Regions from separate parts of the Hordeum vulgare genome. Here region 1 is linked to region 2. A link is a contact called in public Hi-C data. All regions are on one chromosome and are shown on one strand. The core of a region is the stretch at or near the end of the contact, and the rest is flanking DNA. Distances in the headings are between cores, read along the strand shown.

Region 1 (3,322 bases), core at 131-2,630, 320 kb after region 2:
GTCTAGATGGATGAGCGCAGGGAGGTGGCGTCGTTAGGCGTCGTGGTGGCGTCGACGGATGTTCGGACCGGCAAGGATGATGCGGATCTCTCTCCTGAAGATGGGTCAGTGGATCGATGATGATGGCGGCTTCTAATGTGTGCATGTGGTGTGCACTTTAGGTATGTTGCACCGGTTGTTGGTCCCGATACGTTATGTGGATGGATTAACGACAACACCGATTTTAGATATAGGGAGTGAGAGCATTCCACATTATAGAGTTTGTAGGTGTGAGTGATGCCTTTCAAATGGTTTGATTTAGAGGGTGCTTGGATACGTTTTAGTCCCATGACTAAAAGTAATGAGACTAAAACTTGCTAGCCTCACCCACGCTCGAATCCAAATACTAAAGAGACTAAAATCAAGTTAATGAGCATTTATTATCCTCCAAACCCTCCAATCCAGAACTTGATTGAGGAGTTAAATGAGGAGAGAGAGGACTAATGGACATTTTAGTAGGGGTACCCCTCACTAAAAGATTTTAGACTCAAAACTAGTTTTAGCATCTCTTTAGTCAGGGGTGCTTGGAACTTTAGAGGGTGCTTGGATACGTTTTAGTCTCATGACTAAAAGTAGTGAGACTAAAACTTGCTAGCCTCACCCATGCTTGGATCCAAATACTCCCTCCATCACAGTTTATAAGGCGTGCATGTGTATCTAGGTCATCAGTTTGACTTATATAAAATATATTGTTTAACACAAAAATTATATCATTAAAAAATAGAACATCTAAAGTTTCTAATGATATATTTTTTGTAATATATGTTTTTTTATTAAGTTGATTAAATTGACGACCTAGATACACGTGCAAGCCTTATAAACTGAAACGGAGAAAGTACTAAAGAGACTAAAATCAAGTTAATGAGCATTTATTATCCTCCAAACCCTTCAATCCAGAACTTGTCTGAGGAGTTAAATAAGGAGAGAGAGGACTAATGCACATTTTAGTAGGCATACCCTGAGTAAAAGATTTTAGCCTCAAGACTAGTTTTAGTCTTTCTTTAGTCAGGGGTGCTTGGAACTTTAGCCTCTTAAAGAGACTAGTTTTAGTCCCTTGGATCCAAGCACTCTCTTAGCCTCTTAAAGAGACTAACTTTAGTCAGACTAGTTTTAGTCTTTTGGATCCAAGCACCCTTTTATGTTTTTGCTAGACCTTTGTAAAATAATTAATAAAAATGGCTGCATGTATTGATTGATACAAAGGTAGGTGGTTTAATTTTTCTTTTTAAAATACGCTAATGTGTGGACCCGCAGCATTTAGCCGGCCCAACTACGGCAGCCCCGGCACTACCATTACACGTGCCGCCGCCGGGATCCAGCCCACCATCCGTTCGGCGATTGGCCTGCTGGAAAGAAATCAGCACCGCTGACAAATGGGCCCGCGAACAGCTACTTTTTGACGGCGTAGATGATGGTAGGGCCCATCCTAAGCGTCCCTACATGGATCCATCTCCATCCACGGTGGGCAAGCACATGCATGATCCATATTTTCCCAGTGTTTGTCATGCACTAATCTCACGCTGGCTTAAAGCCTTAAACACATGGGTCAATGGGTGCTCACGTTTCACGTACATACAGATACAGCGCCAGCGACAGAAAGCCAAACTTTCAGCGTGTTGCTGACCAAGCACGGATCGATTGATCGATCGATCGATCGACGGCTGGCTAGCTAGCTAGCTCCCACATGCATGGGCGATGCGTCGTCATCTTTTTCGCCGACGGGCAGCAGCCGCACACCTGTTCTGCCCTTTTTCGAGATGGCCATATATACCACCTGCTCTCCTTTAAAGCTTTGGACAAAAAGCCTATCTATCTATCCATGTGTGCATGTGTGGATGACCAGCGGTTCAATGTGCTGCTCACTCGACCGGTCTCGCTACCTCTTCCTTTACGTCCATCTGCACGATTCGCGTCGTCCACGGGACGACCTGGAGCTACGTGTTCGTCACAGGGCCGGTAACTCGCAATGCATGCATATGCATTCCATGTGGAATCCCGATTTGATGCCCTGATCGACCTGCTAATGGCATCGGGTGGTAGATATATACAATCAACCCTTTCGTCAAAGGGTCGACAGCCAGCCGATTAAAGTTGATCACAGTCGATTACCACGTCACGGTCGACAGGATGGATAGCGGTATCGGGTGACTGAAAAGATGGCGGCCAGCCCCCCGCAAAAGAAAGAAAAGGAGATGGCTGAGAGTGTGTGTACGTAGGTGGTGGCCAGTGCCAGATGCATATAAGTGCATTCAGCTGGATCGATGCCCTACATTGCTAGCTGAACGTAAACGGACTAGTGCTTTTCTTTTAAGGAGTGGCACGTTCCGATGCGGTCTATGCTTCAGCCCGCCGGCGATGGGGAGCCACCAGTTTGGATGGCCATCGATCACTTGTCGGCGGACAACTTCTACAGAAAACAAGATCTTGGCATAACACCACTAAACATAATATCTTAGAGGATATTTCTGATGCTCATACTGTATATCTAATAATACCGTAGCATAGGTATCATTCTTTCGGGCAGGACTCGCTCCATATAATAAAATATCTTTGTGCCTTTGTGAACGTACCAACAGCTTAGTGGGTACCTAAACTATCAGGAGTACACCATATGTAGATGATGATCGGAAAATCAAGGAGAGGCTGGCAGCAATTTAGCCTACAAAATCAATTGAAGCTGCCAAATTAATGCATGCCTACGTGGCTGGATGGATGGCCATGAGAGCAAGCAAGTACCTATAGATAGATCTTCGTTTCCAATCGACTATCTTAGAATCATGTTCTTGCTTGACAATGGACCCAAACACGCAAAGCTTGCTTTTCTCTATATGTAATCATCATGATAAATTGATAATCCATGTTTATGCATCATTTGGCAATAGTTAATCAAATAGGACCTCCTTTTGTTGCCTGCTTTTATGAGAAGAGGCTTACATGATGCGAGTGTACAAGTAACTTGTATTTGTTTTATAGTACAATGAATATATTTTGCCCACTTCATGCTTAAAAATACTTAAGATTTCAGATGTGATTGCAATCTCCAAGATGTGTGTTTTTGTACAAAGATGATTTTGAAGTTAATTGCACATGTTTGGTTCCACGTCCTCTAGGACATCATCTTTGTAGTAGCCGTGGTTAAAGGACCAAGTTGTTAACCAATGGTGGATGGGGGAGGTGACTAATAAATGTTTTATGTAATTTCATTTTCTTTACCCCTAAGTTTCATATCCTTACAACACTTACCCTATTTAAGAGAAAATCCTCCAGTTTACTCCGTTTAACC
Region 2 (3,221 bases), core at 15-2,514:
ATTGAGCCATTGAATACACTATTTAACAGCAATAGCCTAATATTTGCCTGCACCATTATCTAGTAAAAAGAACAATATGCTAGTAGTATCTCATTAGAAAGTTTTGGGACTTATTTCAAAACTTTTAGACTTGAACCATGTGCTATAATTTTGTCTCTTAACAAACTCTTGTTTGTATCTAAAATGCAGCTACAGAAATAATCTACCACACTAATTAAAAACTCAAATTAGAGAACATAATTAGAAAAGAGCTTCTACCAAAATTGTATACCCATTTAACAAAGCAAACTGGCAAACCTGCAAATGTGTCATACAATTTAGGAGCAATCAACGTAGGGAATGCATATGAGTTTATTCTAGAAAACACATATCTCCTCTTAGGCATAAAAACAGACACATCTTGGGCAGAACTGCAGCACAACTCAAGTACTAACATTGAACAAAATAATTTCTCTTTGATCTTCAGATCACAAGCCGCAAGAGTAGCTTTGGTACGAAATACATTTTTTTTTACTGGAATGCTTCAGTAAGAAATCAACCAGGAAGAGAAATTGAGGTGGTAAAACACATGACGATATGTGCAAGTACAACACACGTGTAGGCAAAATTTCCAAACACACACCTGCAGGCGCTTCACTCGTGTATAGAAAGCTCATAATTATTTGCCCGTGTTGGAAGGCAAGCGCTAATGGCCATGTCAAGACAGAGGAACGGGAAGATGGGAACGACGCTAGAAGGTAGTAGAAGCTAGGAAGCACGGGGAAGGTGCCCAATCGCTAGCCGGCAACGGCGCTCGGCCGTGTTGGATACTGCGCGGAGAGGCAGAGAACTCACGGCCACCCGGACATCACACTGGTGACGGGAGGTTGCTGCGGCGGTAGAGCACGAAGAAGATGCACAGAAGGACGGGGCCGCAACCCTCTTGCTGACCAGCGATAGCCCAGTACGACAGGGGATCCGGAGTGGCAGCGCTCAGCCGGCGGGCAGACCTGATAGGTGGATCATGTTCGCTGGAGTGGTGGATCCCATCGCACCCGTGCTGTGGAGGCCGGAATTCCGAGGCGCAAAGGATGACGAGCAGGGTTGCGGCATAGTGGGCTGAGCTCCGGCCTCGCCGCGCGGACGGCGACTGATGTTGTGGTGCAGGTTTGGTGGAGAAAAGGGATCGAATGTTGATGACCTAGTTGGCGTTGTCCTGGGCCATTCTTGCAGTTGGCCTCGACGCAGGCGAGGCCCAGATCTCACGGCTGCACAAGACAGGAGGATGATGGGGTTAGTCGCTGTCGGCCTAGGCATGGCTCTTCTGTCCTGAGAGATCGTGGCAGCCGGCCCGCCATCCTGTTCGCGCCGATTCAACGAGATGCCCCAAACATTTTGGGCCAGCCCAACAATATGGATTAAGCTTTCGCTTTTGGAAAGGCACTAGAACTTTGTCGGACTGTATATATACCTTTGTTTTTTCTTTTAATTTTTCATTTCTATTCTTTTTTTTATTCTCAATCCACAAACATTTATTTGAATCCTGAATATTGTTTGTTCCTTAAATTTTAAAAAATGCTCATCGAATTCAGCATGTGCTCTCCAAATTTGTTTAACATGCATTAATATATTCATAAAAACAACAATCTTCATCATTTCTTAAAAGATGTTCATGAATTTCAACAAACTTATTCATCCAATTCAAATTTGAAAGTTTGAACTTTTTTGAATTCAGGCACAATTTTTTTAAATCCTGTGAACACTTTTTCAATTTACGGAACATCTTTTTCAAATTTGGGTACATTTTCTAAAGCCAAGAACATTTTTTTAACTCATGAACAGATTATGAATTCATGAGATTTTTATTTAATTCATGAAGATTTTCAAATTCAATTTTATACGAAATCCTGAAACATTTTTAATGAAGCAAGAAAACAAAAAAAAGGAAAAATAACAAGGGGCACCCTGCCCCCGGGCTGCCCCCAAAGTCACAGCTGAAGCGAGCGTGGTTGTATGCAGTGGCGTACCCTGAAATTGAGGTTCGCCAGGGCGCTGGATGATGATGGAGCTTCATTGTGCTGCGTCGAAGGCCGCTAGGCACGGGAGATACCCTTCTCCATCGTCGGAGAGCCAGTGCACAGCCGCCCCGATGGTGGATCCGCCACTCGGTGTATGTTACCTGGCTTGCGATCATGTGAGTTGGGAAATAGAAGCTTCCTACTGCAAGTACGCACAACCTCCCTCCAAGAAAAGTACTCTTTCTATAAACTAATAGAAAAATATTTAGATTATTACTTTTGTGGTCTAAACGTTATTATATTAGTTTACGGAGGGAGTACTTGACAAACCTTTTAAAGATTTTTTTCATGTAACCCTTGCTAACATATATTATTATTAATTAAATATTATGGGCTCACTAAATGTTTTTTTAAATATTGCATTTTTTATTATTTTAAAAAATATTGCACAAAATTCAGATTTTTCAAAACTAATACGGCCTCGGCTTAGGCGTGGCCGATTGGAACCTATCGGCCTAGCCAAGACCAATAAGTCCCAATCGGCCTTGGTTAGGCCGATAGGCGTGTGAGCCTGGCTTCCAGGACCTTATTGGCCTTGGCGAAGCCAATAAGCTCATGTCGGCCTTGGCTAGGCCAATAAGTCGCTATCAGCCTTGGCTTAGGTCAATAAGGACTAATTGGTGTTGGCTAGGCCAATAGGTGCATGAGATTTTTTTTGCATGTGAGCTATATTCCAGGCTCCATTTCCCGCCAATTTATCCCCCATACTTTCCCGCCAAAATTGGCGGGAAATGGCGACGAAAAAAGAAGAAGATTCGAAGCAATCCGATGAATCGGCTATGGCGACGACGTTTCACCTTGTTTCTGACGACGGCGACGGGGGGCGAACAGACTCGACGTCGGGCAGAAGGGCGGAGATGACCAAGGAAGGCAATGAGGTAGCGGCGATGCCGGCGGGCGGTACGATTACCAGGAGGTGCGTCGGCAGCGAGGCAGTGTCAGTGGCAGAGGCAGTCGGAATGTAGTTATGTTGAATGAGTGTGTCTTGTTTAGGTAGCAAAAGTAGTTAGACGTGCATGATCATGATCGTGGCAGCGTCACACTATCAGACGAAACTTGCTTTTGCCATGCCTTCTCTTTCCCTTTCTTCATTTAGTTGGTGCCACGAGCCAAGGCACCAATACAAGTCTATGGTTGATAAACTTGGCTAATTTGGAAAAAACG

Evidence for each region. A called contact is a pair of places that touch in the nucleus more often than the background predicts.
Region 1: a Hi-C map of leaf shows a contact between it and region 2, with 7 times the contacts expected there. The contact joins two enhancer-like sites. A contact is called at or near these places in 3 of 6 Hi-C or Micro-C datasets (leaf and seedling).

What each region holds. Positions count from the first base shown.
Region 1 is chr4H:82,428,346-82,431,667 of MorexV3_pseudomolecules_assembly, forward strand. No RefSeq gene overlaps it. Among protein-coding and RNA genes, the nearest start is that of LOC123447947, 300 kb to the right of the region's middle. Within about 2 kb of position 1,381, at least 2 of the 3 cell types and tissues checked have open chromatin away from gene starts, as enhancers often do. A contact at or near this core is called in leaf, where this site is marked.
Region 2 is chr4H:82,108,532-82,111,752 of MorexV3_pseudomolecules_assembly, forward strand. No RefSeq gene overlaps it. Among protein-coding and RNA genes, the nearest start is that of LOC123450298, 37 kb to the left of the region's middle. Within about 2 kb of position 1,265, at least 3 of the 3 cell types and tissues checked have open chromatin away from gene starts, as enhancers often do. A contact at or near this core is called in leaf, where this site is marked.